2 separate regions of the Zea mays genome follow, and region 1 is linked to region 2. A link is a contact called in public Hi-C data. All regions are on one chromosome and are shown on one strand. The core of a region is the stretch at or near the end of the contact, and the rest is flanking DNA. Distances in the headings are between cores, read along the strand shown. Region 1 holds the start of LOC100285244 (protein kinase-like). Region 2 holds the start of LOC100275046.

Region 1 (3,392 bases), core at 583-3,082, 250 kb after region 2:
CATCATGAAGACAGCAAACTGTTGTACACTCTCATCTAGGCGCAACCAATTCAGCGTGGGGATATATCTAGATATTTTTGCTACGGCATTGATGATATTGAAATCTCTTCTTATTGAGTCCCCTACACCAGGATGCCTTACTTTTACTGCAACAGTTACACGCTTTGTCTGCCGATTAGGATACCGGAATCGTAGAACAGCCCGATGCACTTGAGCAACACTTCCAGATGCAACAGGGTCCTCTTCAAAATTTTCAAAAATGTCTGATAGCTTTCGACCAAAAGCTTTCTCAACAGTTTTCTTAGTATAGGTAAAGCTGTGAGCTGGTGCTTTTGTGTGCAGCTTTGACAATTCAGTACAAAGGTCACTTGGAAACAGATCAGGGCGTGTTGCAGCCCATTGGCCCCATTTGATAAACGCAGGACCTGCAAGCTCCAAAGTACGATGGACAAGTCGAAGCCATGTTTTCCTATACTTACTGCCAAGAGTCTCTGCAAATGGGGCCATCAGTATACTTGGAGTGAACAGCAATGCCAAATATATTGATCTGAAGATTATAATAACCAATTCTACTGCCGAATATATTAGAGAGGTAACGTAAATACGGCCATCCTGAGCTCTCTCACGTATTGGGTAGTATTCTCCATCTGCAGATGTCTTCTGAGCTAGCATTACCTCTCCCGCAATAAAAGCGACAAGGTAAGGGGCTATATTAGACCTACTCACAGCCAAGCCAATGGCACAAGCAACCTTACTAAAAATTGGAGATGCTTTTGGTGCACGAGAACCCAGTGCTACAAGTCGCTTCCAAGCAAGCTGACTCTGAAATGCATTCTGGCTACAAGATGAAAGAATTGAGAATTTCCTCACACCAGTGCTCCAATGTAAGCTATCATTTGCTCTTCCCAGCATGTAGGAGGTGTTTGGACCATTATGAACCTTCCCGTGCAAAAAGGCCCTGCTGGAATAACCCAAGCCGAATGCAAAGCTTGAAGCAATGTTTTGGCCACCAGCAGTATTGGGCTTTGAGGCAACCAAAAGGGTTTCAGCAAGTTTTCTGCTCTTCCCCAAGTGGGCAAACCTGGGAGTCACAGGAGGGCAATTTACACTTCAGCATTGGGCAAACTGCACCAGGGCATCACACTAACTAGCATAGAAATATAGAACGTCAAAACTCTATATTAGGATAATAAGAGCCGAATAATCTGACCTCGACATCATGGCGTTTCTCCCGTGGATGACGCGTCACGGCGGAATCACAGGGGTGGGCTTAGCGAGGGGCATAGGGCGTAAACTTCTGCGAGAAGAAGCTGCACCGGGACCTTAGAATCCCAAATTATATGGTGTATCGATCCTGCGTAGGAGGACGAGCCTGATCAGGCAAATGATATATGGATTAGATAAGCGCTGAACTAGCAGCAGAAAAATCCCCTACTAACTGATGCTGGCAATGTAATATTTTGATTAGAATGGAAAGAGCATTTAAAACACATCGCCGGATCGAATTCGCGCTCAGAAGAATCCACCCAAGCAAGCTAGGGTTCCTTACTAACCAGGGATCAATCAAGCCGTGGCGGATCTCCGCTCCACCCTCAATCCAACACCGGAAGGGGTGAGGGGAGGGAGGCCACGGAGGCTACGACCAAGAAGGAGGGGTTCCTCCGGTGCCGCCGTGTCGGGGTGCGATTGGCTGGCGTGCTCCGATGTGCCCGGAGGCTGGAGGAGGCGGCGGGTTCGGCGGCGCGCGGCTCGGGCGCTTGCGAAGCAGAGGACGACGTCACGACGCTGTGAGGTTGAAACAGAACTATGCGCCTGCCTTGAGGACTTGAGGTCTAGCGCGGGCCGGGCCAGCCCTGTGCTTATGCACTTCGCGTGGGCCGTTCGCGGCCGAGAACCAATCAGTCATATCGCCGCGTGTCGACCGTTCGAGTGAGCGGGCACCAATTGGCCGCGTTCCATGCAGCGCCCGAAGTGGACCATAAATGGGCCCATATCGGCCCATCCCAGTCTTATCTCGCACGGAAAAAAAGCTAATCCACGCGCCAAAGCAAAGCACCATCTCTACTAGAATTATTTTATACAGATAGTCCATTTATATTTATTACGTATCATCGTGGTAGACATCAGAAGACAATAAAAAGATGAAGTTTATGGATAGAGCGAGTGGCATAGTCTTGATGAATAACATACTCATCATAGATCATTGATTTGGACTTCCAACTCTCTCAAAATGAGTAACCAAGCACATAGAGAAACACACCACACAGATAGGGAACTATTTCTCGTATCTTTATTATGATGGAGTATAGTTGCTTTTATATAGATTATAATACCCTCAGGGGTAGTTTCAGTATTAACCCATAAAATCCCTTTATGTTATCTTCAGCAGATCCTTTATCTCATCCAATATTTCAAACTTCACTTTACAAACAATGTCATTTACAGTCTCTTGTCTCCTATTTTACACTACCTGTTGGAGACAGTCTTAGAGCTAGTTTGGAAATTCAAATCTCTCTCGAATCTGTGTCTTTTCACAGCTAGAGGAATGCCATGGCTGACATTTGAATAAGTCATTTAATTATTTGTGGTAGGTTTTCCCTTCCAGGGTTTTTCTTCCATTGCTTCTAAACTTGCCCTTATGGTTTCTCAAACTCCCCATGGCGAATACCGCAACTACTTATCCATCATCAAAGCTCCAAAAAAAACTTGGTGGAAAAAATGAGAAAAGAGAGCATTGTGTTACCCGGTGTATTGCACTTGTTGTCTCCATTTTAAAATACTAGTCGTTTTAACATTTTAATAAATTCATACAATACTTAATATATATGTTTTATATATGTCTAGATTCAATGCCATTTATTTGACTATAGACATGATATTCAAAGGCTAAGACGACTAATATTTTGATACCGAAGAAGTTATTTATCCTCGAGTGAATAAACATCAGTTCAATATTATTTCTGCACATGAGACGAATGATCTGTAAACACAAAGCAATGAGTGTATACTGATTCGCTATGATGATCAATATACAAAGATAAATAAAAAAACATTATAATAGTAGACCGAACCGCTTGAGTAGCATGTTCACCCACTGAAATCCTCTTGCGGATGCCCGAGATCTTGCTGAGTGATGCCTTATTACGAGATCTTGCTGAGTGACGCCTTATTATCATTGCATGTGCATTTCCTAACGACAACGTCTAATATGCAAGCAGATACTAGATGTAAGCATGCGATTAGATATTTTACTCTGTTTGATCTAAATCCAACGGTATGTCATATTTAGCACTTAAACCCTTCCACCATCATCTATTGTAGCTTTATAAAAAAAACCCTAACAAACCATAATTTTATCTGCCATTGAATTTAAATCTAATGGACAAAAAAGT
Region 2 (3,320 bases), core at 72-2,571:
TTCCGGAGTACATCTCATTTAAAGTATCATTATTTCCATTGGATATATAGATGTGTGTGTATGCGCGTATAGTAATTTCTATAATACGTAAATGATAATAGTAGGTGTATGTATATATGGATATAGCTGTGTGTGCATGCGGCTTGCGTGCGTGTAATAAAATACAAGTAAAAACTCCCTCAAAGTTTGACTCTAGCAAGGGTACAAACAATTAAAACATGCATGCATCCTGCACGCACGCACTCGCCGACAGACCAGCCGAGTTGGAGACACCGCAACCGCATGCACCTCACATCCAGCCACGTGCCGCACGATCGAAACAAAAAAACATCCTATCCTACTACTGCAATAGTAGTACGTACGGAGTACTCTGTACTCCTCCTACTTGGTGCACGCGGAAACAAGAAGAAAAAAAAAGCAAAGCTGCAAACTTCCATGCATGCGTTGTGCGGTGTCCAAGCCACACTGACCGCTGCTCACGCCATGAGAGCTCGCGCTGCTTTGTCCTCTTGCACGGGAGCAAAACGACACGGCCACGCATGACTCATCGATGTGCATGCATGTGAGTGCGGTGCGCGCGCGCATGATGATCGCCGTCAGCTCGTCACCCCGCTAATACAATACAAACCGCACGCGCGACACGTGTTTGGTCTGACGACGGCCAGAGAAGAAGCAAACTAGCTTGGTGGCGACCTGGCTAGAACTGAACAGATAACCGATCACAATGTTTTCATTTACACATTGATTGCAACAAGGTTAGTCTAGATTAAGTACTGAAACGATGCGTTCAGCGGCTCTAATCTAAAACGAGGCTAGAGACCGATCGGACGGGATCTATACATATATTCATATTGTGAGGAATTGTTCAGGATCACGGACTGATGACTGACTGTTCGCCATGCAGACAAAAGAAATCGATCAGTATAAACCAATCAAGGCAGGCAGGCAGGCAGGCATGCAGTTGGAGAGACTACAACATTCACAGTTTCACACACACAAGAACAACAAGAAGAAGCAGCAGCTTTAATTATTTGGATGCTGGTGTTTTGATGAATGAATGAGTGAGTGAGGAATGGACGGATAATAGTACAAACAGCGGCGGCGATCATGATATATTACCTTCTTTCTTATGTCGCGTCGTCAGCCGGGCGGCGGCGGCGATCCACGCGCGCTTCACCGGCACCACCACCGCCTTCTGCCACCACTCCATCGACACCGCCGCGGCCGTCAGTGCCCTTTGCCAGACAGACAGACAGAGAGAGAGAGAGAAGAGAGACAGGAGAGATGGAAGAAAGAAGGAGCAGGAGAGAATCAATCACATGGACTGTGAACAGAAGCGGCGAGCTTAAGTAGTAGTAGTACAACAAAGAAAGGAAGGAAGAAAGGGGGAGGAGACGCCGCCGCCGCCTGCTGCCAGTGCCACCTAACCCCTGTTGGATACCCTACACGTTGCCTCGGGCCCTGCGCCAGGCGCCCATTCCTAATACGCTCCCCCCTCCCTCGGCCATGCATGCATGCTCACCGTCTCTGCCACGCAAATAAATCATCAAAAAAGCTAATTAAGCAAGCAATCCCGCGTGGAGGATAAACTAGCTAGCCGTCGTGTATCTGTTGGATTGGTTTCCCACAAGCAAAGCAAAGCGAAGCAAAGCTTTATTAACTGGTATCAAGGTCTCTCTCACGCATATCACCTTCTCTTCTCACCAGATTATTTACTAGTACTAGTTTAGTTTCCATGTGTAGTACGTCTGATCTGGGTCGAATAGATGAAAGGGTAGTGTACCACCAGATCCTTTCATGCCATTGCCAAGGAGAGCTGAGAATCCCCTAGATCACGCATCCCCGGCCCAGATGTGGCAACAAATTAAGTCAGGTATAGGATTTCTGCAGATTTCTTGTTCCAGTACTATTGACTATCGCGATGTGAACCTGCACAAGCGCAAGGCCGTGGCAGCATGGCATGTCGAGAAATAATCAGCGATCTTGCAGGTATAAACTGTGTGTCAGAAGGAGGACTGATGAGGCTCTTTGGACGCTTCCGCTCGCTCCACATACATACATACATGGGCCACTCCGTGGCACAGCTCACAAGTCTTTCGAGTCAACCCAAAGACTTTTTGGCAATGCACGATGAGAGTAATTAAGGACAATGACGATATGCGTTCCTTTCAGCAGTTCATATCTGAACCCACCACGATTTCTGGGACAATCGAAGCATCGATTCGACTCCGGTGGTTGGATGTTGGAACAAATTGGATGGTGTATTATTGCTCCAAATAAACTGAAAACAAGAAGTTACCCCTTCTCGTGTATCAAACTATTCTAAGTTCTTCATATACTCTTTTGAAAGCTTGGAGCTCATTATTAGTTCCTGCTCCTTCACCAGCGAGTACCCTGACTCAATCAATGCTTCCAGTGTTGGCTGGTCGAGGGAGAAACATGACATCAAGACGGGCGAAGGAATTAGCAGCAGTCTAATCTGTGCAACTCATCTACTCCCTCCAGTCAGAAGAGCACGACCGATTCAGACGCGAGACATGCTGCTGGCCAGCTTGTTTCCTGAATGTCTGTCTGAACGTCTTGCTGTCCTCACTGGAGGTAGTAGGCGGCTAGTCTATATGCAGAGACCGACGACTGTGTTGCTTTAGTATCGAATACCTTTGGGGGTATAAACGTTGGAAGCTCCTCGCCTTTCTTTCGCTTAAGAAGCTTCTCATTTAGCTGTTCATGCCCACCGATTTCTTCGACCCACTGCAGTGCAAGGGAAACGGTGATATGTGACGTAGGCTATCTCTGAATATGAACGGCATTTTTGGAAGTTGCAGTGGGCAAAAAAGCACCCCCTCCCTTTCCATACTAAATACCCTGACACAGGCCCACCACCCACATCTATATTTTCAGGATTTATTTAGCTCTAGTCATGTATGTAGTCATTACATGCCAAACATGACCCAGATGCTATATATGCTTCCACGGCAAACAATTTACCTGACAAACCAAAAAAAAAAAATGCACAAGCATATATGTTACGCATTTGCTGAAACTAAAAGGGACTAAAATAGAGATAATCCCTCTTTCAGTTCATGTGTTTGACAATTTAGGGACTAAAATAGATGAACTAAAAATTAGTCCCTAGAAACCAAACACCCCCTAACAGACATAGAATCCTAGATTGTTGCACAAGCACAGCCTAAAGCTACTTTTTCCAAAACCAACCATATGAATTTTAAATAATATCTTTATAAAATAGAAAAAATACCTCCAAGATAGCCTGATCATATGTCCTGGATCTCAAAGCTCCATAGAAGTCCAGAGCTGCA

What was found. A called contact is a pair of places that touch in the nucleus more often than the background predicts.
Region 1: a Hi-C map of leaf shows a contact between it and region 2, with 6 times the contacts expected there. The contact joins the promoter of LOC100285244 here to the promoter of LOC100275046 in region 2. A contact is called at or near these places in 2 of 25 Hi-C or Micro-C datasets (leaf and tassel).

What each region holds. Positions count from the first base shown.
Region 1 is chr2:4,137,149-4,140,540 of Zm-B73-REFERENCE-NAM-5.0, reverse strand. LOC100285244 (protein kinase-like) reads right to left here and starts at 1,832. Exons shown (of 6, transcript NM_001413657.1): 1 at 1,554-1,832; 2 at 1,211-1,372; 3 at 1-1,081. The coding sequence starts at 1,221.
Region 2 is chr2:4,388,338-4,391,657 of Zm-B73-REFERENCE-NAM-5.0, reverse strand. LOC100275046 reads right to left here and starts at 1,321. Exons shown (of 2, transcript NM_001159434.2): 1 at 1,120-1,321. The coding sequence starts at 1,210. LOC103645817 (ribulose bisphosphate carboxylase/oxygenase activase 2, chloroplastic) reads right to left here. Exons shown (of 12, transcript NM_001364552.1): 10 at 3,260-3,315; 11 at 2,659-2,751; 12 at 2,121-2,422. The coding sequence ends at 2,318.